Regions from separate parts of the Mus musculus genome. Here all the other regions are linked to region 3. The links are chromatin contacts, called in public HiCAR-type, HiChIP or PLAC-seq and promoter capture Hi-C maps. All regions are on one chromosome and are shown on one strand. Each heading gives the region's core, a stretch centred on a gene start, on an enhancer-like site or on the middle of the called end of the contact. The rest is flanking DNA. Distances are from core to core; before and after follow the strand shown. Region 1 holds the start of Spice1 (spindle and centriole associated protein 1). Region 2 holds the start of Nepro (nucleolus and neural progenitor protein). Region 3 holds the start of 4932412D23Rik (RIKEN cDNA 4932412D23 gene). Region 4 holds the start of Qtrt2 (queuine tRNA-ribosyltransferase accessory subunit 2). Region 5 has its middle 12 kb from the start of Gramd1c. Region 6 holds the start of Zdhhc23 (zinc finger, DHHC domain containing 23).

The links. Promoter capture Hi-C pulls out the DNA fragments that hold promoters and counts their contacts. HiCAR-type assays count read pairs that join an accessible place to other places. HiChIP or PLAC-seq counts read pairs in DNA pulled down with a chosen protein or histone mark. Capture Hi-C pulls out chosen DNA fragments and counts their contacts.
Region 1: a contact with region 3 is called in an H3K27ac HiChIP or PLAC-seq map of thymic regulatory T cells, with 7 times the contacts expected there. The contact joins the promoter of Spice1 here to the promoter of 4932412D23Rik in region 3. A contact is called at or near these places in 3 of 39 promoter capture datasets (hippocampal neurons, liver and pre-B cells), 1 of 484 Hi-C or Micro-C datasets (regulatory T cells), 2 of 115 datasets of contacts at active chromatin or transcription factors (embryonic limb bud and thymic regulatory T cells) and 2 of 9 other capture datasets (adipose tissue and liver).
Region 2: a promoter capture Hi-C map of liver shows a contact between it and region 3, with 2.2 times the contacts expected there. The contact joins the promoter of Nepro here to the promoter of 4932412D23Rik in region 3. A contact is called at or near these places in 2 of 39 promoter capture datasets (liver and pre-B cells), 1 of 484 Hi-C or Micro-C datasets (rod photoreceptor), 1 of 115 datasets of contacts at active chromatin or transcription factors (astrocytes) and 1 of 9 other capture datasets (liver).
Region 4: a contact with region 3 is called in a HiCAR-type map of astrocytes, with 4 times the contacts expected there. The contact joins the promoter of Qtrt2 here to the promoter of 4932412D23Rik in region 3. A contact is called at or near these places in 18 of 39 promoter capture datasets (the 3T3-L1 cell line, 3T3-L1-derived adipocytes, the C10 cell line and 12 more), 12 of 484 Hi-C or Micro-C datasets (CD4 T cells, CD8 T cells, the G1E-ER4 cell line and 8 more), 6 of 115 datasets of contacts at active chromatin or transcription factors (astrocytes, epiblast stem cells, extraembryonic endoderm stem cells and 3 more) and 3 of 9 other capture datasets (adipose tissue, embryonic stem cells and liver).
Region 5: a promoter capture Hi-C map of liver shows a contact between it and region 3, with 2.9 times the contacts expected there. The contact joins the enhancer-like site here to the promoter of 4932412D23Rik in region 3. A contact is called at or near these places in 8 of 39 promoter capture datasets (the 3T3-L1 cell line, cranial neural crest, hippocampal neurons and 4 more), 4 of 115 datasets of contacts at active chromatin or transcription factors (astrocytes, embryonic forebrain, forebrain and 1 more) and 2 of 9 other capture datasets (adipose tissue and liver).
Region 6: a contact with region 3 is called in a promoter capture Hi-C map of embryonic stem cells, with 3 times the contacts expected there. The contact joins the promoter of Zdhhc23 here to the promoter of 4932412D23Rik in region 3. A contact is called at or near these places in 11 of 39 promoter capture datasets (the 3T3-L1 cell line, cranial neural crest, embryonic stem cells and 6 more), 1 of 484 Hi-C or Micro-C datasets (CD4 T cells), 5 of 115 datasets of contacts at active chromatin or transcription factors (astrocytes, embryonic forebrain, forebrain and 2 more) and 2 of 9 other capture datasets (adipose tissue and liver).

Annotation. Positions count from the first base shown.
Region 1 is chr16:44,345,370-44,349,089 of GRCm38.p6, reverse strand. Spice1 (spindle and centriole associated protein 1) reads right to left here and starts at 1,689. Exons shown (of 18, transcript NM_144550.4): 1 at 1,584-1,689.
Region 2 is chr16:44,721,872-44,725,666 of GRCm38.p6, reverse strand. It overlaps Nepro (nucleolus and neural progenitor protein), which reads right to left and starts at 1,366. Exons shown (of 9, transcript NM_145972.4): 1 at 1,199-1,366. The coding sequence starts at 1,304.
Region 3 is chr16:42,874,007-42,877,700 of GRCm38.p6, reverse strand. 4932412D23Rik (RIKEN cDNA 4932412D23 gene) reads left to right here and starts at 2,114. Exons shown (of 4, transcript NR_040521.1): 1 at 2,114-2,269. It also overlaps a transcript of Zbtb20 not described here.
Region 4 is chr16:43,887,730-43,891,566 of GRCm38.p6, reverse strand. It overlaps Qtrt2 (queuine tRNA-ribosyltransferase accessory subunit 2), which reads left to right and starts at 1,891. Exons shown (of 9, transcript NM_001356329.1): 1 at 1,891-2,000. Ccdc191 (coiled-coil domain containing 191) reads right to left here and starts at 1,665. Exons shown (of 16, transcript NM_027801.1): 1 at 1,529-1,665. The coding sequence starts at 1,576.
Region 5 is chr16:44,052,150-44,055,953 of GRCm38.p6, reverse strand. It overlaps a transcript of Gramd1c not described here. Among named protein-coding and RNA genes, the nearest start is that of Gramd1c, 12 kb to the right of the region's middle. Within about 2 kb of position 2,508, at least 16 of the 459 cell types and tissues checked have an H3K27ac peak or open chromatin away from gene starts, as enhancers often do. A contact at or near this core is called in liver and second pharyngeal arch cranial neural crest, where this site is marked.
Region 6 is chr16:43,977,775-43,981,279 of GRCm38.p6, reverse strand. Zdhhc23 (zinc finger, DHHC domain containing 23) reads left to right here and starts at 1,471. Exons shown (of 5, transcript NM_001007460.2): 1 at 1,471-1,821; 2 at 2,104-2,372. The coding sequence starts at 2,230. It overlaps Gramd1c (GRAM domain containing 1C), which reads left to right. Exons shown (of 17, transcript NM_001359085.1): 17 at 1-930. It overlaps Gm46552 (a long non-coding RNA gene), which reads right to left and starts at 1,407. Exons shown (of 2, transcript XR_001781930.1): 1 at 1,042-1,407.

The DNA of each region.
Region 1 (3,720 bases), core at 440-2,939, 1.5 Mb before region 3:
CACCTCAGAGTATAGTAAGATGCAGCTCGTTTGGCACAGCCCTCCCAATCCTCTAGATCTAGATACCTAACTGTTTGACTCAGTTACTAAACTTAGAGAATTGCCATCCTTCTTGTTGCTCTGGCTTAAGCGTAAGCATCGCCTCTGGTTCCTAACTGTCTCTTTGTCTGCTATGTAACACAATCTATAAATCCTTCCTTGAAATATCCCGCCCATCTGTCCGTTCTTTTCCATTTCTACTAGGAACAATTCTGAACAGCCTGTTATTAATTTTCCTGTAAGGTTTTCTTCCCATTCATCCATCCACTCCACGTTATCAAGTAACTTTCAACGTGCTTGCTAGGCACCAAATAAAACAAAACAGAGAAGTAGCCTGTGCCCTCTCAGAGGTACGTTTCTCAAAAGATCATAACTAAACAACTTCTTACAAAAGGCAAGCCTGAAAGTTAATTCTTTGTGTCAAGGAAGTTCCTAATCTTCAATACACATGAAGAAAAGCTGCCTCCTCTCCTTAATTCCCTCCACAAAGTCGGGCTGAAAATAAAGAGTAAATAAAAGAAAATCAGAATGCTGGGCAGTGGTGGCCCAAGCCTTAAATCTCAGCACTTGGGAGGCTGGGGCAAGCAGATTTCTGAGTTCGAGGACAACCTGGTCGACAGAGTGAACTCCAGGACAGCCAGGGCTACACAGGGAAACCCTGTCTTGAAAAAAACAAAAAAAGAAAGGGGGATGGGGGGAGAAAATCAGAAAGAAAATGTTCTCTGCAAGTGGGTGTGTGTGTGTGTGTGTGTGTGTGTGTGTGTGTGTGTGTGTGGAACATTTACAGAATTTGTTTCAGTCTGAACAATAACAGTCTAAAAGCTAACTGAGGGCCCCTGCAATTTGAGGGCTATACAAAAGACCACTGGAAGCCCTTGCCTGCTCTTAAGGAGGGATGGTGGAATTCTACCAGATTTACCTTAACTAGTATGAAAACAAACTGGGGGACAACCAGAACACTGTCCCTGCCATCAATCTTACCCGGATACAGGGATACAGGGATCTCAACGTTTTACTCCCTCGTAAGATTTTAATGGAGCCCACTGTAGAGAAAAATCCAACTTCAAGAGCTGCTCTTCGTGCGGCCCCAGTTTTCCCTCCCACCCATACTGAGACCCAGCTGTGACCTTCACAAGCAGTGCCATGCACTGTCTGGAACAATTTCCTATTTTTGACTCCCAAGCTCAAGCCTGTCCCAAACTTTCAAACGGCCCCTTCCTTAGAAACCCTCACCTAAACGCTCAACTTAAAGGACGCGCCCTGTCCCAACACCCGATACTCTGCCACTCCCTAGCGGGACAGTAAACAACTGCATCACCCGCCGGCCTCGGGATTTCTCCCGCCAGCAGGGTGCGGGAACGCGGCGCGCGTGCGCGGGGCCCGCTGTCCCGCGGGGGATCCAGGCGCTCCCCGGAACCGCACTCTCAGGCTCTGCGAGGCGAGCGGCCGGCCCTGGGGTGCGCACGCCCACCCGGGCGCCGAGACCCAGGCGGAGACGCCGGCCGCTTCTCCTCGCCCTATGCCCCCGCTTCACCCCAACCTGCCTTGCCGCTGGCCGACTGTGCCTCCGCCCCGACTAAAAGTTCAGCCTCCAGAACCACAGAGCCCGCCACGGGGGAACGCGGAAAGTGGCTTCCGGGCCGTTGCCTGGGTTACCAGAGCTCCGCCCCCACGCCTTTGCGTACATCCGGCGAGCTCCTCCGAGGCGACCCAGAGGCGGTACTGGCGTGGGGCTCTGCAGTTCTCACCCAAAGGGCCAAATGGCGCGCCTGTCATAAGCCTCTAGAAGTCTCCAAAAGAAACTTGCACACCAACCTCCACATACCGCACTTCCTTGCCTTAACTTTTGATCGTTTGCTTAGAAATATGTCTTGCTACCTCCCAGTGGAGCCAAACGCGCTAGGTTCACCGGGAACTAAAACTGACCCTGCTCTCAGCAAGTTTACAACCCCATAGCAGCAAGCTATTGACGACCGAAATGTATAAGGTGAAAACTGTATACATGCTAAGAAGGAACTGTACAAACTAGATAGTGACCTTATGGGAATATTTCAATATCGCAGGAAAGCTGAAATGAAAGGAGGAGTAGATTATTTAAAAAGAAAGAGCATTTCTACAGAGGGAATTGCCTGTGCAAGGATGTACGTCAAACTGCAATGGAGGAATAGAAGTTGAGAAAACTTGGTGATTGTGCTTGGGTGGAGGCAGGATGTGCATAACTTCATAAATCATGTTAAGGACTTTACAATGAATGTCTTACCCTTGATAAGTTCCTTGGAAACCCCTGACCTTCAATTGTTAAGGGGAAAGCTACACACGGATCAACAGGTGTATATTCAGTGTCATCCAGGTGCAATGAACTGCCTTCTGAGACTTTCCACTCTGATCCAATGTGGACGTGTTGTCTATGTAATCGTCATCACCCCTTCCTCTCCAACTTGCTGTAGTCACTTGCCAAGTAACCAGCACTGGCTCTCCTAAGTGCTTGTCCATGCTGACTCATGCCCCCCAACTTTAGGTAAGCCCCTACCTAAAGTTGATGGAGCATCCTGTTAGGTCTCTGCTCCGTTAATTCTCTCACTCCCCTAGATAACAGTAGTATACTTTCTTATTTATCTCCTCTAACCTCATGCCAGTCTATGGACTTGCTTCTCATTTCGTTTTTAACACTGAATTAATTTCAGAAAACTTAAATCCGCTTCCATCACTGTTTCTGCCTTCTATCAACATATTTACCCACAGAGTTCATCTTTTCCTTCAACTTCCAAAACCCAATGAAACATGTGTGCGCATGCACACACACAAGAAAACTACAAAGTACATAATAATCAAATCAATCAAAACTAGTGATAAAGAAAAAAAATCTAAAAACATATGTGCACAAGAACATAAAAAGGGTATATAACAATTTCTCTTTAGAAACAAACTAGACAGTAGGACAATAATATATGTTGTTCCACTTGCTTCCTTGTTTTATTCTTTTCCATATATATATATATATATATATATATATATATATATATATATATCTTGTTTATTTTATGTATTTCATACCTATTAAAATGCATTTTCTTTAGAAAAATAATTAGCAAACTGATTCTGAAATTCTTGTGAAAGACCTACAATAGCCAAAATCAAAAGAACAAAATTTGATTTCTAAACATGACTGATTTTAAAACTTATTATGAAGATTATAGCAATCATAATGTCATGATATGGATCGACAGTTATACTGTCTGGGTTTGTGTGTCAACTTGACTCAAGCTGGAGTTATCACAGAGAAAGGAGCCTCCTTTGAGGAAATGTCTCCATGAGATCCAGCTGTAAGGCATTTTCTCAGTTAGTGATCAAGGGTGGGAGGGCCCGTTGTGGGTGGTGCCATCCCTGGGCTGGTAGTCTTGGGTTCTATAAGAAAGCAAGGTGAGCTAGCCAGGGGAGGCAAGCCAGTAGCATCTCTCCATGGCCTCTGCATCAGCTCCTGCTTCCTGATCCAGTCCTAACTTCCTTTGATGATGAACAGCAATGTGGAAGTGTGAGCTTAATAAACCCTTTCCTCCCCAACTTGCTTCTTGGCCATGATGCAGGAATACAAACCCTGACTAAGAAAACAGTCATTCAAATATATCAATGAAGTAAAGCAAAACTCAAAGTAAACTCATACAAGTGTAGAAAACTAATGTT
Region 2 (3,795 bases), core at 117-2,616, 1.8 Mb before region 3:
TTTTGACTGGGGTAAAACCTGTCTTAGAAATAACAAAAAGTAACTGACAGTCATAGGACCAAAAGCAGCTTCAAAAACAAAAAGTTGGATGTAACCGTGAAAACTACAGTATTTCGTAGCTGTGTCTCCCGGTAGCTGAATGTCCCTTCGTGATTAAACATCCTTCAAGCTTAGGTAGGCTGCTCTCGCTCTGGCGCACACCTTTAATCCCAGCACTGGGGAGGCAGAGGCAGGGGGACTTCTAAGTTCAAGGCCAGCCTGGTCTACAGAGTGAGTTCCAGGAAAGCCAGGGCTACACAGAAAACTCAGTCTCAAAAAACAAAAACAACAACAAAAAACTAAGGCAACCCAGGTATTAACTCACAATTCGAAAGACCCCCACCTCATTATAATATTTAGGTTTGAATATTTTATTACGTTTTGGGGGGGTCGGGGTTGTAGCACAGCATTAAATCCAGGGGGAGATGTAGAACATATTACTTGCAGAAGTTGGTTCTCGCTTTTTACCACGTGAATCCTGAGAATCCTCATTTCGGCTTGGCCATACGCATGGGCCCATCTTTTCGTCCCACCCACCCAATAGGCTTTTCTAAAGGATCATGGGAAGAACGTTCCAAACGAGAGCCGGCCCGTGATTTGGGAGCGGGTAAATCAAATCGCCCGATCCCTCTTATATGGTTAACACCTCCACAGCATATATACTAACAAACTAAATTAAAACTCACAACACAGACCCCACCCCCACACACATCTCTTTGCGAGTCCCTGTTTTCTAAACAAACTGCTCTAACTATCTCATTTTTCCCCACTTGAGAAGAACCGAGAGACCAGAGTAACTCCCTCGCCCAGTAAGGGGAAAACGAGCTCTTGTATTTTAGAGACAAGCCGGAGGTCCGAAGCCCCGGCGTACGGTACTTGGGTGACAGCCCCGATCCTTGGGGACAGCACAGGACCCAGGCAGCGTTTGGGGGCTACACATGCAGGGCCGGGACTAGTCGTGCTCTCCTGTTCCAGCACAGTCACGGCGAAGCCCAGGCGCTTGCCAGCAATCCTCATGCCACACTATCCAGGCCGGACCTTCCGCCTGGCGCTCCCCTTCCCGGCGTGCCCCGCGCTCAGGAAGTCCCACCCCGTCCCACGTGAGCCCGCCCGCCGGTTCCCGGAGACACGCTAGGACTTCCTTGCCGGCCACACTCACCCAGGGTGGCGCTGGGGTCCCGCACGGTCAGCGTGCTGCAGTTCCCCGCCTGGGGGATCCTCACGCGGTTCCACGGCTCCGCACCCGGCCGCACCGCAGCGGCCATCTCGAGCGGCGTGGGAGGGCCGGGGAAGGCCGAGCGGAGCGTGAGCGAGTTGAGCGGCCTGGGCAGGAGAGGGAGGGAGGGAGGGGACGAGGGCGGAGCGGGGCGGGCCGGAGGTGTGGGGCCCGCCCCGGGGCGGAGTCACGGCCCGTTAGACCCGCTGGGAAAGGAGAAACGTGTTAGAGTATTCTGAGGCTCCTACATTTTTAGAGCAACTTCGAAGCTATGCATTTTACTGATGGATCCGAGTGAGGCCCAGCCTTTTAACTCTTACTCGGATATTTTGAAAAGAAGAACTCGCATCATATCAGCAAATGTGACATTCGTCACGTAGTCACGATTTATTTGGAGTAGTCAAGGAAAACTATATAGCTTGGATATAGCTCAACTTCAATAATTACAAAAAACCCAGAGGTTGTCTTGACCACCCATTATCACCGTCATTTTCTCCGACAAAATATTCCAGGCTCTGCTGGTTCTGATCACTGATTACTGGTGATTGTTCGTTTTAAGTCCTTGGGGCCTTCTTGCTTCTGTTCATAAGGTTTCTTTCGCAGGGTGGAGAGGAGCAGTTGGTGGGCATTAAGTGAGACTGCCAAGTTGCTTCATTATGTCTGCGGATTACCATATATTATCCCAAAAAGGTAATTTCTTCAGACCTCAGTGTGCTTGGGGGTAAAGACTTCTTAGAACAGTGCCTGCTGTACAAATTTTTACTCTTACTAGACGTATTTAACGCAAGTAATCTTGCCCTACTGAGATGCTCTCTGTCCTGTGTGTTCCTTACAGATAATTGCTCGTTTTTGTTTTTGTTTTTTTGTTTTTTTTTTTTTTCTGTTTTTTTGGGTTTTTCGAGACAGGGTTTCTCTGTATAGCCCTAGCTGTCCTGGAACTCACTCTGTAGACCAGGCTGGCCTTGAACTCAGAAATCCTCCTGCCTCTGCCTCCCAAGTGCTGGGATTAAAGGCGTGTGCCACCACTGCCCAGCTTAATTGCTCTTTCATTTGAACCATTTTGAAACAATCTCACTTCTTCAGTCAGCTCTGGGATCACTATCTTTAATAACACTTCGTAAACTATCCTCACACCATAACGACTTAAATGCCCCTCTAATGCACTACCAAATTACCTGTGTGTTAGTTTCCTATTTGGGCTGTAACATATTACCACAGACTTAACAGAATCAACATAATGTTTCTGGACTTGTGGAAGACAGAAGATATTTTAGTTGGAGATGTGTCGTGTGTGCACGTTGGAGGCTAAGGGTAGTGGTCAGGGTCTTCCTTTACCACTACCCACCTTTGCTTCTGAGTCAGGCTCTCCCGCTGATCCTGGAACTCAGTGTTTGGTGATCAGTCCCCAGAGGCATCCCTTCTCCATCCCAACCCTCTGAAACGCCTTCCTAGCCCCAGTTCAGTCTTACTGAGCTAAAATTAGCTGTTTAATGGGCTGTTTCCTTCTGAGGGCTTTAAAGAAGAGTTTCCTTGACTTTTCCAGACTTTTAGTGGTTGCTGCATTCTTTGGCACATGTCCACATCCTCCATGTTCAAAGTCACTACAATAGCATCCTGCAATATCTCCCCCTGTTCAGAGACAAGGAGAGATAGACTCAAGTGTTTAAGTAAAATAATCCACTTGAACATTAAAAAAGCTGTATTATGAGCCAGAAAGAAAAGATAAGGCAGCTGTAGACAGAGATATATTTGTGATGCAATGATAGAGATAAGGAACGAAAGAATGAGAGGTCTGTGTTTTCCTAAAGGAAGATTCACGGTCATAATGAAGAATAGAGAGAAGGGAATGGTGTTCTATATTCTATGAGCAATACATACTGAAATTGAAGCTTCTAGGAACTGGGCACATGGAAGAAGTACAGGATAGTTTTTAAGTCATGCTTGGAAAACTTGTAGACTCTAGAGAAGGACTCATAGACACAGATGGCCACCAAATATGTAAAACCTTACATACCTTAATAATCCAAGAAATGAGTATTACAATAACTGTGAGGTACTATTAAATAGAAAAAATGATGTCCTTTGTTACTGCATGCATGTGCGTGTTCATATATAGACACACATACACAGTCTCTTTTGTATTCCTTAAAATGAGAAATAAGCCTGGCTTGGTTTCACACATGTAATCTTAGCACTCAGACTGGGTAAAGTGGATTTCCTTGAGTTTGGGTTACAATCTGGACTACATAGCAAGAAAGCAGAAAATAGGAAATTATAGTGATTGCACTATAACCTTGTAAGAAATTTGTTGTTTTCTAATAGTTTGATAGTAGAATTTTCTCCCTCTAAGAATTTTATGCTGATATCAAATATTTAAAGCAAATATTAAAAATGGAATTGTATTGGCTAAGGGTGATGATAGGCCCTGCCATTAAGGCCTGCTGCTCTAGTTCCCATGGATTGTTCCAAAGCCCATACTTGAGAATGGTTTGAAATCCTAAGTGTAAATAAATATGAGCAATATTTATATATAATATAAA
Region 3 (3,694 bases), core at 865-3,364:
GACCTCAGACACAAAGTTCTGCAAATGGAATTCAATGGAATTCAGAACCCCAATCTTAGGCTTTTACACTAGAGCAACTGAACAGAACCATCTGTGGTTCTTCAACAATTCTAAAACCAAGTTTCTTGGGAGGATTCAAGAGATGCTGGAGTACCACCATGTCCTACCTGCGTGGGCACTCTGACGATTTATTAGGAATTCTAACGAGCAAGGATCTGAGAGAATAAGCGAGTTGTTTGTTGGTTTGTTTCATCTACTTTCCCTAGAAGTCAAGTCAAACCTAACTGTAACGCAAAAATACAAAACGTAGTCAGATCCTGACATAGTCATTTGTGGAGAGGGTCAGAGGGTTGGGGTCTATTCCCACAATATAGAAAAATGTCCTTGAGACAAGAAGCTAAACCAGGAATCCCAGTAAATCCTGTGAGAGCGTTAACTAGCCATTGATTCCTTGAATTGAGAGCTCACACTATTTTTCCATAAACTAGTATTTGGATGTTCTAAGTTTTTCAATGGCAACAAGTTGCAGCAGTAACTTGGAACACTGTTCACTTGAAATCACTGTATACGCTGAAATTTTTTATAGCAGAAAATACCAAAGTGAGAAAAGTCCACTTTAGTAACATTCTGGTGTGTGTGTGTGTGTGTGTGTGTGTGTGTGTGTGTGTTTAAAAAATAGTAAATTTCACTGTCTAAAAAGGTAACATGTTCAACTTAAATCTGGGCCAATGATTCTGAGGACTATACCATCAGGTGCAGGCTTCCAAATGTTTTCCCATGCCATTCAGATTTCTGCTGGAGAACTGTCTTGCTTCTTCAGACCTGATTTGACCCGGTTCGGAGTAAGAGATCATCAGATTACCGAGCTAGGTAGCGTAGCTGTACGCCATATTGTGTTTTTCGCTAATGTTTATAGTCTGTGTGTGTGCCTAGCATATGCTTGTGCAAGTGTGTTTATCAATACAACTTTTACGAAATCCCTGCCTCCTGCCTCTTCTGCATCCTTAGGAAGGGGAGGGGCTGAAGGGGGACACTGAGAGCCCCCCACACAGGGAAAAGCATTAAAACAATTAGAGGACCACATTTGAATGAACTTCAAAACCATACTCCTGTATTTGGGGATGGGGTAGGTTTTGTTATTTTGTTTTGTTTTGTTTTATGTCTCAAGGTATGAGAGAGCGTTAACTTTTTTTTTTTTTTTTAATGTTTCGGAAGGGGCCCAAAGGCTAAAGAGAGGAGGACAGGGTTCAATCCTTGCCAAGCCCCCCTGTCTACGGGTGAGAGCAAGGCAGGCTGGGCTACGCGCCCAAGCCCGGGTTCTCCGAAGCCAGTTCTCTGCGCGGGAGGAAAGCGACTGGGAGGGCGGAGGGAGGGAGAGGAGAGGGGCGGGAGCCGGCGCCGCCAACAGCTCCGGAGCCCCGGCCGGTGCCCCTCAGCTCCTCTTCTGGGAAGCCGCGACTCCAGAAGCGGGGAGGAGAGACTAGACGCAGTGGCAACGACCGGACGCCCCGCCCGGGCCAGCGGCGGACCCTCCCCGCAGGGTCGCGCGAGGCCGCCGGGCGGGCGCGAGGAGGGGCGGCGGGAGGGCGCGCGGGGCGGGGCGGGGCAGAAGCCCCGGGCTGCGGCTCGGAACTCGCGCCACGGCCCCACCCCGCCCCCTCCTCGGCGGCCCGTCACCCCCGACTCCCCGCGACTCGTAGACGCCCGGCCGCGCTCCGCACGCACACACCCCTCCCTCCCGCCCGCCCCACAACAAATTAGAGTTTTTGGCGTTACCTCCTCGCGCTCTTTAATCTTCTTTCCTCAACTCCTAAACTTCCCCCCGCCCCTACTTCTTCGGCAGAAGGCCCACATTGGGCGCCCGAAGCCGCGAACCTCTACCTTGTCCTACTATTGGGCGGCTCGCATGCCACTCGCTGCTTCAGCTGACCAATAGCGTTTGGACAGCCCTCGTGAGGTTGCCGCCCATAAACAAAATGCACTCTTCCTCCTCCCCTCCGCGGCTCCTCCCCTAACTGCCCCTTCTCTCATCTCTGTCATCTTTGATTGGCCTAGGAGACACCCAATCCGCTATCTCAAGCATCAACTGGTGAGCGGAAACTTCACTCAGAGCAGTTTTAACAGTCTATTGGTCAATGTTCTCAACTCTTCCCGCCCACCAGCGCCCTGTGTAGAGAGGCCAGCTGTCTCTGGTTATTCAGTGATCCAAGAGCTGGGAAACTATTGGTCGACAGAGGCCGTCAGACCGGACTGTAGTGATCGGTGATTGGTCAGTATAGGCACGATCAAGTTTGGTTGTTTACTCCTCCACTTCCCCACCCTCCTTTTCATCCACGTCCCCGCCCCCTCCTGACTGCTTTTACTTTCTACGCATTTCTATTTCCTCCTTTATTTATTTATTTGTGATAAACTTAAATGACCCGAGGATAGAGGCGGGACTCCAAGAGGGGCTAGAGGATGACGGGCGGCGGCCCGGGGCCAATTGTCGCGGGGACTGCGGGGTGAGGGGCAGCGGCGGCGGCCAGTGAGAAGCAGGTGTCTGCCGCGCGCCGCCTATGGAGCCGGGATGCCCCAGCGGAGGCGGCGGTTACCCGCTGTCTGGCTCGCCCAGAGGGGGAGGGGAGGGAAGGGGTTCAGTGCAGGGAGGAGGGGTGTCGTGGTCACGGGCAGTGGATGTCCTAGCGAGCAGGATCCTGGCGGTGGGAGGGACCGCTGGGCGGGAGGCGACCTGAGGCCCAGGGAGACAGAGAGGCGGGAGCAGTTTTAGGACTCCCAGGGAATGTGTTTCTACAGAAAAATACCGTGTAAAACCGTCTGCAGAGAGCCGCCCTTAATATCAATGAGGATTTATTATCCTACCGGAAAAAGCAGATTATGTTTCTTATTACTAAACGCCTGAAGTACTGACGACCCAACTGAAGCCCACAAAATTCAATATCCTGGGAGCTAGAAGGAATAAAGCAACACGGAAAATTAAATGCAGTTCAGATGCTTCAATAAAACCTTCATCTTCATCCATTTGTCACTCAGCATAGTACTCCCCAGAGCCAAATTCTAACAAATACTGGTCAGGCAAGGGCGGGGTGGAGGAGGAAGGGGGTGAGGCCTGAGGCCAGCAGGAAGCCAAGGATAGATTCCTGAAAAGAATTCCTTAAAAGGACTAAGATGGAAAAAAGAATGGCTTTTCACTCTACAAAGAAAAAGAATTCCTGCCAAAATAAGAACTAATACTTTTTAAGGAGCTTAATTTGTCACGAAAGGGATTTGTCAGAAACACCAACCATACAAAGAAACTGTATTTGTAGTATTGGTTATTAATACAGAAAATAATCTTATAGATTATAGACTTGAAAAATAGATTCTGGTAGACTTGAAGTAAGTTTAAGCCTGGATTTCACGTAGGTTTCCTTGACACACACTAAATACTTTGAACACCAAATGTTTGCTTTGACTAAGTAGAAGTCTGGCAGACCATAAGCAAAACAAAATTAGCCCTGACTTAAAAAAAAAAAATAGCACAAGGCCTTGACTTCATTAGTACATTAGGGCCTTTCTGAAGATTATGGGTGTGGCTATCAGAATCTAGAAATTGCTTAAAATATAAGAGAACTGAAGGATGTTCAAAGTAAAAAGTGCTACCGAGTGTGGATTTAAATTTGTGTATAAACTCTAAGTAAAAGTTTTACAGGAAATA
Region 4 (3,837 bases), core at 642-3,141, 1.0 Mb before region 3:
CAGCTATTAACCTGAACTGAGAAATGGAGACCACAGGGAGCCTCCTCTGTTCTCTGACATCCAGAAGCTCACAGAACTCTAACAGCCACTGAGTAAGCAAGGGGATTTGCTTTGCAAAAATATTCGGGGTTTGTTTTTTTTTTTTTTTAAAACAACGGGACAAGAAACCAATCAACTGGCACAAGAAAGTTGCTGTAAAGGGTATAATATCCTCCCTCACTTACCTAACACTTCACCTTCATCTCACCTTACACACAATTAATGCAGCTGTTCTGTCTAAATAACTGTCATGGCAACAAAGAAAGAGCTGATCTTATTCAAACACAGTTGAATTTCAAGGCGCTCATGGATTTTACTTTATCCTCTAGACAGTAATAATGAGCACTATCAGGGGGGAAAAATCCCTCTTTTTGTAGTTCTAAGTTGTCCCAATTTTTTTTTTTTTTTTTTTTTTGCCTTGCATCATCAAATCTATATTCATATGCTATTTCGGGCCCCATCTATTATGCAATGGAGCAACCTCAGTTTCCACTCACTAATGCTCTGGCCTGTGCCCTCTGGTATCTGGAGCATGGTTTTCACTAAGCGGAATGTGCCCTGTGCACACAGCTGCTATATTTAGGATAACCCACAAGAATGATTACCTGGGGCCCCCACAAAAGCCACTCGTCTAAGAGGATTTTTTTTTCTTTTTACAGGAAAGTAAAACTGAAAGGTAAGAGCAGCTGGTGAAACTGCTCTGCTGCTGAAAGCTGAAGCCCCTCCATTTCAATACTCTCCTTTACATTTAAAGCATCTATTTTTGTGACTGTTAAGAGGTATTCTGGAAGGCACACTTGGTGTGGCTGTGACTTTGCATGGCTGTGACTTTTGTAATGTTCCAAGTTTTAAATGGTGTCTCTTTTATTTTTAATTACCCCCCACCCCCACCCCAATTCTTCCTCAACCTCCTGATGCCTTTAGGTGCTAATACACAGAAGAGGTAAGAGATACAGGGAGGCTCTAACTTTGAATGCTCGTGAAATTTAGAGATAACCATATGGATAAAGTATTGAGATACAACCATCTGGACTTCTGGGTTCATTTTAGATACCTTGTGTAAAACTGGAAAGGGAAAGATATAAGGGATAACGTCAGAGAATTTCGTGTGATGATTTTTTTTTTCCTTTTAAAGACCCCTTAACTCAGATTTGAAGGGGGCAGAAGAAAATGTGCGGAAAGTTTCCTAAAATTGGTGGCAGAGTAAGGATTAGGGGCAAATTCCCCTCACCATGATGGACACTAGGAGACCTCTCCATAGATAGAAATAATCCTTACAGGATGCAGCCCATCACAGTAGTGAGTACACAGACCCTTTGGCTCCTTAAATCACGCTACCTAGGGCTGTGCAGGCTCTAGGGTAGCCAAGGCCAGGTAAGGATGCCCCCGGGGGAAGAGTGAGGAAGCGCAGGGCGGGAAGCGGCTGGCTTCAGGACTGTGTGGCGCCTAGGGCCGGCCCATGTTCCTCAAAGCTCCCGACTGGGATCACCTTGAGATTCAGCTTCCTTGATAACCGTTTCCAGCGACTCAGCTCCATCTTCTTCTTTGAGGCGGACCCTCCCTGGGGCGCCAGCAGCACGTTTTGCACTCTCGGGCCTAGACTTCGGCCACAACAGAGACAACTGCGCCTCCTCCCAGACTGCTTTCAGGTGGTTCTGGGAGTTGTAGTTCTGCCACCTAGCAGCTAGACAGGGGTCAGACATTCCGGAACTACTACTCCCAGGAGGCGTTGCGCGGGAAGCTTGCTTTCACGCTGTTACTATGGCATCGGCGGAGGTCACTGGGCTTCTTTAGCAGGGCCTTTGCGTAATTCTGGCGCTTGGTGATGACGCAGAAATTCCGGATTGGCTCTGCGGCGGAGACCGTGGTTTAGTGGGCCAAGGGTTCTACGAGTCGGAACACGTGTTATCTCTTGCGAAGAGTTTAAGGGTCCTGAGGGTGCGGAGTTGTGTTATCAACCGGTGAGTGTTCCTTTTCCTTGTTGAGGGAGGGTGAATAGCGCCCACTTTTTTTTTTTTTTTATTGCGTTGCAGTCTTGTTCCCACCTCGTCATTACTTGGTTTCTTGTTGGTCTAGGCTTTTGCCAGCTCCGAGTCTCCCAGTGTGATTGCCAGTTACAGTTCAGAAAGAAAAGGACCTCCGTTCTCCTGGCCTCTGCCAGAGAATGAGCTTCTCAGCTGCAAGTTTTTCTGAGTTTAGCAGTTACTTGGGAAGCTATACGAATAGGAAAGTCTAGGGCTCCTGGGATGGCTAATGGAACTAAGGGAAAATTGAATCTAAATAGCCATGCCTGGATGTTGTCATGAACAGCCCACTGAAGGCGTGTGTGCTTTCAAGGCAGGGCAGAAATTCAGAACTGGAGCTTTGGACCCGGCCACTTGTTGGCAATTCAGCTTACTTACTGGCAAAATGGGATTGTACCTAAACCCTGGGAGTATTGTAATGATTGAAAAAGCAACGTGTGTAAAACATTCTGCCAGGGAATCTAAACCAAACTATAAACTGGTGGAAATATGATAAGGAAAGCTGTGCCCCATAGACCTAGCACCTGCCCTCTAACTTGAGTGTGAACCAGTAAGAACATTGTTGAATGGGCTGTGTTACGTTCAGACTTTCCGCTGTCTCAATGGTAGTTAGTTCTTTTGGAAGAGTTAGTTTCATGGCGATTTTTTGGAAGGTGTGCCTATTTTTTCCTGAATGAAAAGCAGAGTTCAGAGAAGTGCATATAATACAGTGTGTGTCCATTTTTGGAGAACAAGTGTGTTTAAATGTTTGGATGAGTCTGGAGAAAGGCTGTCAATTTGGAGAAGATGGCTTAGAGGTAGAGGGGCAAGATGGGAAAAGAACAATTACACTGTAGCAAAATGGGAACTATCACAGTTAATATGGAAACATTGTATTTGACAAATTTCAGTTTCTTTTAAGCCACTAGCCTATATTATAGCCTCTAAAACTAATACATCTATAATTCCAGTAACAACTCTGCCAGTTACTACTGGTAACTGTCTTAGTCACTGTTCTGTTGCTGTGAAGAGACACCATGACCAAAGCAACTGTTATAAAAGAAAACGTTTGATTGAGGGCTTGCTTACAGTTTTAGAGGTTTAGTCCATTATCATCACAGCAGGAAGCATGTTGGCATGCAGGCAGACGCCTGAGCAGTAGCTGAGAACTGCATTCTCATCCATAGGAACAAAGAGAATTGGCATGTACTTTTGAAACCTAAAAGCCAGTGACACATTTCCTCCAACAAGTCCATAACTCTTATCCTTCTAATCCTTTCAAATAGTACAACTCCCTGGTGACTAAGCATTCAAATATATGAGCCTGTGGGGGCCATTCTTACTCACACCCCACAGCGACTTTATTAGCTTCACTTGACTAGTTTATAAAATAAAGGTGAGTAGGGTCTGTGTTGTATTTGTTTTGAGGGTTAATGTAGTTAATGTATCAAGCATGGTAAGTACCCAATAAATGTAACTACTATGATTGTTAGGCCTTTCAATGGATGAAGTTACCATTTGCTTTTTTTGTTGTTGGGGTGGTGTCTCATTCTGTAGCCCTGTCTGGCCTGAAACACACTCTAGAGTCAGGCTGGCCTCAAACTTAACAGAGATTTGCCTGTCTCTCTGCCTCCCAGGTGATAGAATTAAATTATGTGCCAGCATTCTCTGCTGGATCCTTCCTTCCTCCTTTTCTTTGTTTCTTAAAGGTTTATTTTTCTTTTCTGTGTATGAATATTTTTGTGTACATGTATATATGTATACCACAAGTGTGCATGGTACCCTCAAGTGAGAA
Region 5 (3,804 bases), core at 1,259-3,758, 1.2 Mb before region 3:
CAATTGGGGACATGGACCTTAGCATGTGGCCACCCAGATTCCCGATCAAAGCATCAAACCACACCCTCTACAGAACCGCCCCAGCGTCTACATCTGGAAGCTTTCTGAGTGGGCGGGGTTGGAGCGAGGAGGAAGAATGGGGTTAACTGTATCAGTATATAGTCTACTTAAAAAAAAAAAAAGTCCACTGTTGAAGAAACTCATTACACAACATACAACTGTTACCATAACCAAGAGAATGATGTTTAGGAAGTCTGGAAGAAATTTTATTTCCACCTACTTTAATTCAATCTGGTTTCTACCATGGACTCTTCCATGTTGCTTGATTTTCTTTTCTTATGATAATGTCAGAAAATCAGTACAATGCAATAAAAAGGCAGAGTTCACAGAATTCAGACTCAACACCAGGAAGACCTGGTAGTGTAGCAGGAACGTTCTCACGAGGCAGGAAATGTGTCGTTTAACCCAAATCAAGAATGCCAGGGCCATTTCAGAGTCGGGGAACCAAGAGCTGTGTCCCTTTTTACTTTACAAAGATGACAGTTGTCTGTCTCTATAAGAATACAACTCTAATAAGTTTCTTTTATTTAAATTTTCTTTAATGGGTGTAAATCCAAGGTCCTAGTGTACGTTAGGACAGAGCTTCACCTCTTGGCTCTTGTTCATAGTTCACAGTTCATGTGCCGGTTGGCTCAAGCAAAAGTAGATGAAGTATCAGGTTTCATGCGGCATCATAGCTACCAAAATTTCTTTCGAGGATGCAGTGCCAGGTAGGTTTGTACTGCTTTTCAAACTCCTTGTTATGGGCTGTCTGGTCCCTCCCCTGTTTTCTTCTTTTAATTCCAGGGATCTAACCCATGGACTTTTGAATGCTGACTTAATGCTCCACCACTAGGCTAGATCCCCAGCCCACAGCGTACTCTGTGTGTTGTATGAATGTGTCTCCAACACCTGGCGCGTGTCCTGCCCTGAGCCCTGTTGCTTCTCCTCCCGTGATCTGCGTTTTTTGATCTTACCCTTCAGTCCCTCGGGGTTACCAGGGGACGCACAACCAGAGTTGTGGGTCTCCAGGGGACAGGCTTCCTGGCACCCTACATGCCTATGGGAGGAGCTGCTGTCATTACCAAAGCTGTGGCACAGCTCCTGGAAGGTGTCTGATAAACAGGCCACAGACTTCTTAAAGTCTGATGTTTCAAGAACTAAGGAAAAGGCAGTAATGAAGAATAATACATCCAGGCAGCTGTTCCACAATAGTGAACTTGGAGGGCAGTGTGACATACCTGAGTGAATTAGCTTGAAAATAGAACACTGGGGATAAAATAGCGTCTGCTCTGCCCCTAGTGGCTTTGCCGTCTAGGGTGCCCTACAGCCTACCTGACTTCAGTGGAATCACTTGTAAAATAGAGATTGAGTCACAGTCTGACAATATAGGTCAGTCCGAATGGTATGCAGTTAGATAGATGTGCTAATATGTGTCTTTCTTGTAAGACTGCTTAAATGCAGGGTATTGGTAGGACTAAGTCTCCATAGTTGCTGATGGTGAGAGCCATAGCTTCAGGTTTTCTACTTAACTCTTGTGATCAAAGCTGGGATATATGAGTGTGTGTTTATATGTATTTATTTACTTACACGAATTGCAGTGCTTAATCCTAGACTATGAGAAATAACTTTCACTGTCGACTTTTATACCTCATGAAACCAAAAATGGTAACAAGTGAAATTGAAAATAAAGTTAATGGCAAATAAATATTTATACATTTTGTCTTTTACCTGTTAGTAAAAAGTACATGGCAAAAGGGAAAAAAAAAGAGAGTTTTTTTTTTTTCTCTTACCAACTAAAATAATGATATATTCCATATGGATTAAAATCCCAGAGGCCAAGCAGACAGCTCTGCGACAGGGCTGTTTGTTGAGTTAGCTCTCTTAGTGATGTGCAGTTAGCCACTTGTGGGAGTAGGAAGGGGCCTCTGGGGTTCTGTGTTGTGTGTGTTTAGAGGGTGACTTAACTAGATGCAGTACTTCTGTGAATAAGGTGTTGATCACTGGCCCTCCTGTCTTACTTTGATAGTCGGTTAAGTTCCCCTTAGAAAATATTTGTCAACTGTGTAAACTCATCTCCTTACTAGCTGGCTTAGTTGGTGATTTTATTTTAAAAGTGAACAAATTATAGTTTTCTGAAATTTGTAACTAAAATGAAAGTCTCTGTATTCACCTTAAATCACTATGATCTTTAAAATTCCTAACATAGAATAGGGGTGATATAAATCTTAGAAAGTAAATAGGAAGAGAAGATGGAGCAGGAGAATTTTGAAAGTGCTCAGAATTCAAGTCAACCATGCCCTTCTATCCTTTTGTTCTAAAACATTTAAGAATAAAGCATACTCATTTTATACTACACTCAAATAATGATCAGCATATGGAAAGTATTAAGCCAGCCTCTAATCACAGTCCAGCTGTAATTTAGGTTGTCCAAGGAGCCAGACATCTTAGTTCTGTGGTTTCTCGCTGAGTTATGGTCATGCTCACATTACTCGCAGCTACAATGTTCTGCTTGAAAGTGGGGAGAAAACTCCCTGCAGGCCCGATGCGTAGGCACACGTAGGGTTAATTAAAGCTGAAGTATACATTTTGTCGAAAGAGGCCAAGAAGGCCACTGAGGATTAATTATTGTGTTTGTGAAGTACTTTGGTAAGTTTAGAGGAAAGCTGCCCTGTAGTCCCGTTGTGTTCTGGGGCGAGTACAGCCCATGTTATTCAAACCTATGAAGTCTATGCTGCATTTTATGATGATGGCATTTTAAAAAGGAAGTTTTCTCTCAGAATCACTTTTAATTTAATTCTATTTGAAAATGTTTATGTATATATCATATATATGTGTATATATATATATACATATATTTGTTAAGCACTTTTATAAATTGGGGAGGTATTGTCTAACATTTTTAGATTTAACTATAAGAAAGAAGGAGTTAATATTTTTGGCAATAGGAGGAGGGGAATGTTTAAATTAAATGAACATTTTAGTAAAACTATCAAGAGATACAGAATACACTGTTGTAAACTGTGTGTGCTCGCTGTATGCATATATGTGTTGGTGCATACAGGTGTTCAGGTCAGAGGTTGGTGCTGGATGGCTTTCCTAGGCTGTTCTCCATGTCAGTATATGTTTTAGATTTAAATTACATTCTTGAGGCTTATTTGCTTTTATTTTATGCGTATGGATGTTTTGCCTGCTTTCATGACTGTGCACCGTGTGCACACAGTGACTGGGGTGGCCAGAGAAGGCTGCAGATTCCATGGAACTGAGTTGTAGAGGGCTGTAGACCACAACGAGGGTACTGGGAGTCAAACCCTGGTTCTCGAGAAGACTAGCCAGAGTCTTAACTGCTGAGTCATCTTTCTAGCCCAGATTTAGCTTTCTCTCATTTCATGTATTTTGTATATATGTACATGTACGTGTTTGGGCATGTATGCCATGGAATGTATTGTCAAAGGATAACTTGTGTGAGTCTGCTCTATGTGGGACCTGGGGGTCAAACTCAGATAATCGAACTTGGTGGCAAGTGCCTTTACCCCCTGCACTATCTTGCTGGCCTTCTCTACTTTAGAGACAGGGTCTCTGATTGAACCTGGAGCTCACCCATTTTGCTAGATTCCCCCAGGATCTGCCGTTCTCTTTCCTGTCAACCAAGGCTGAGGGTTACACGTGTGTGCTGTTGTGCCTGGCTTCCTGTACATGGATGCTGGAGCTCTGAAAGCACCCGTGCTTGTGCAGCACGCTTTCCCTCTGAGCCATTTTCCCCTC
Region 6 (3,505 bases), core at 222-2,721, 1.1 Mb before region 3:
TTTCAGTTTTAGAAGTCGTAAGATTATTATAAAATCTGGGCATTCCATGACAGATCAAATTGAGTCCATGAGTAATGCTTAGATTCAGCTTAGCAACACCCATGATAGAGGTGGCCCATCAGGTAGAAAATAATTAATCACTTTTCAGTAGCAGCTAACTTGTCTTGCTGGCAAATTATAAGCTGGACACAAACTTGCACTCAGCAATAAAGACTGGGGGGCATGCAAGCTGACCGGAGTTGAGAGGCGCAAGCTTGGGCTCTCGGGAAAACCACTCAGGCACTTGTGTCAGCACCAGTGGTTTGTGAAAATAAGGACTTGGCGACTTGACTTGAAATTAGCTGCGTCCCCCGGGATTTAGGAAATGTTCAGGACGTATTTATTGTTTTGTTCTCTAGCTGTCTTTCTAGAACACGCACATATATTTATTTTTATTGAATATCCATTGCCTTTAGTCAATGTTTCCTTTCCCTCAGTGTCACCAAAGCCAAATGTCATTGCTAACAATGTTTTTGAGACGCCTGTAGGGAATAAAAATACTGGCTAAAGGGAAGGGTTTCTCTTCATGAATCCTAACTAATCTCCCTGGGGCAGGGGGCTTCGGAGTAATACCTTCTGTTCTGTTCTGTTCTGTTCTGCTTTGTTTTGTTCTGTTCTGTTCTGTTCTGTTTTGTTTGTGATAAGAACATAGGAAGTCTCTGGCTGTGAGTTTGAGTGACTGGATTAGAAACTTCAGATTGTTAAATTTAGAAAAATGTTAACTGTCAAAGTGAATGCTTTTGTGGTTTCTCTTAAAGCACTTCACCATATACCTCAAAGATTACCAACGTCACTTTGTAGATAAAACACTAAATATGTACGTAGAATTAATGAGATCTTAATCTGTTATGTATGGATTGACTTCAATAAAACCGGAAATGTTTAAGTTGTCGTTTTTTCTTCTGTTTCTGCTTAAAACCAAACCAAAACCTAGAAAGCCTGGGGTAGGGAAAACCTGTACGTAGGCCCATAGTTCTTACAGATTTGTGCTGCAATACAAACCCAGAGGGGACTCTCTTGGGCAATTTCATTGCAAATGTGCAGACTACTGAATCAAAAGTACCACCGAGGCCTGGCTGGAAAGCAGCTCCATCCTCCAGGACTCGCGAGCGAGAACAAGTTGGATAAGCCGGGCTTGGGGTCCACAGCGGGCCTCAAGGGAAGGCGGGCGACTCGTGGGGTGGCACCTCTGAAGGCGGCCAAGGTGCGGATCGAACCCCAACGCCTGTTGCCGGCGCTGGAGGACCGCAGGCGACCGGCGGAACTCTGGCGGCGCGCGAGCGCCGGGGTCCGATCCCGCACCCCGGCGGCACCGCGAGGGCCCCGGCGCAGGTGCGAGGTGGCCCGGCCGGAGCGCGGCGGGGGAGGGGCCTCGTGGGCAGGCGGCGCACGTGCGGGCGGCGGGATCCCGGCGCCGGGGGCGGGGCACCCGGAAGCGCGCGCCGACCTGCGGAGCGGCGACCGGGGGCGACTGGCTCGCTCGGCAGGCGCGCGCACCGGCGGTGCTCACAGGTGGGCGACTCCGCCCGGCACTCCCGAGCCTGCCGTGCGGGGTCGCAGGCTCAGCCGCGCCCAGGGGAGTCGGTCCTCCTCCCGGTCCCCGCCTCTGTCGGGAGGGCAGGTAACTTCCCCGCCAAGGTCATTCTCCAGGCCCGCCCACGCCCTCGGAGCGGCGGGTTCGGAGTGGGCTGGACGGGCGACCTCGGGGCTGCTGGGGCTCCTGGCATCCCCGGGCCGGTGGGTGGTTGCAGCGCCAGGGCGTCGCTGCCTGCACCTGCGAGGGTGAGTTTCCACGGCGCGCAGCCTTGGGGTGGGGACAGCCCGGCCCTTTGAGCCGGCACCCTCAGGTGAACTGGGCCGCCCTAGCTCTGCTGTCCCGGGCCGCGTGGTCGGCTGTCGCCATGGGAACGGCTGGTGCCCAGATGTTGCTAGCCTAGCTGGGAAGGGGAGGGGAAGGTGCTCAGAGCCCCAGAAGTCAAGGAACCCTCCTGTCAGGCCACGCGGAGCCCGAAAAGCCTGATGAAAGCAGGACCCTTCCCCCCTTTTCATTTTTTTATTGCTCAGGCGTTGGCGTTAATGAGAAGCAAGGATGTGTTTACAGGATGTGAGTTGAGTTCTTGCCACCTTTACCTTCTGTGAGCTTCTTATGCCTCATGGTGACAGGTACAAATCCGTACACTAAAGGGCAATATGAAGCCAGTCAAAAAAAAGAAAACCGAAGAACCTGAATTGGAGCCCCTGTGCTGTTGCGAATACATAGATCGAAATGGGGAAAAGAACCACGTGGCTGCCTGTTTGTGTGATTGTCAAGACCTCGATGAAGGCTGTGACAGGTAAGCTTACAGTTTCCAGATGCTGACCCCACTGGTTCTGTTGAGACCTACATATGTATATATATTCCTTCAGGTTTGCCGTCCAGAATGCTGAGGTTTGTTCTTGCTATTCCAAAGGATCTAAAATAGAGGATTGGTTTTTTGCTGTCAGGTGTGAGGATTTTAACAGTTTTCATTTTAAAGGATCATGGAGGATAGTAGGGTAGATTAGATGTATATAAGAACGCAATCCAGCACACACACTGCAAGTTTAAATGGACACTCCAGAAAGTTCTGTATTTTCAGTGATCTTAGTAGGACCCATGCATGGGGTTGTTCTCACGTGGTCACATGAACTTGAAGGGTAAAAGATAGCTTCTCTGTTCTCAGTTCACCCTGTATTTCCAGAGAGAGAGGCCATGTACACCTTGTGGGGAGTGACTGTTTTTCTGTGTGTAGCAACACAGTCCTGGTTGGAATATTGTCTTATCTTTGGCCTTTACTTTTACCACAATCTCAGCGATGGAGATTGCTATCTAAAAAGAGAGTTTTTAACCTCTGTTAAAACCAGTTTGTATCAAGCAGCAATAAACTGCTTTTAGCCATTTTTCTAAATATATATATTTTAAACATCTGCTTATGGAAGGCATAAAGTGATAGGAAGAGGGATGTTGGAGACAAGCTTTTCCCAGAAATTGTCCCTTCTGGCTACACAGTCATGGTGACTGTAGATTGTTAATCAGGCCAAGAACAGCTTTGCATGGGGACCACTGCAGTCTTCTGTCACTCTTGACTGGTAAAGCCCATTACCTCTTTGTTCCTTGTCTCTTTCTATAGTATTTCTTTTTAAATAGGTAGCCTTAAATATAGCTTCTTGAGACTTAGTCTAAAATCCATCCTGAGGAAAATAGAGCACTTTGCACTAAGGAATGGAGAGTGTATGCCAGTTCCATAATGGCCATCATTCAGGAAGGACCATGGCTTTGCCACTAACTTTGCTAACTCTTCCTCTCTCCTAGCCCTTGGGGCCTGAGCTGTCCTGAGTTCTCTCCTCTGCCCTATCTTTTTTCCTGGAGACAGGCTGCCCTGTTCCCACCACTCCTACTACTCTCTGACTCCAGGTGATATCTCCCATTCACTTTAAGGTGTGTCGT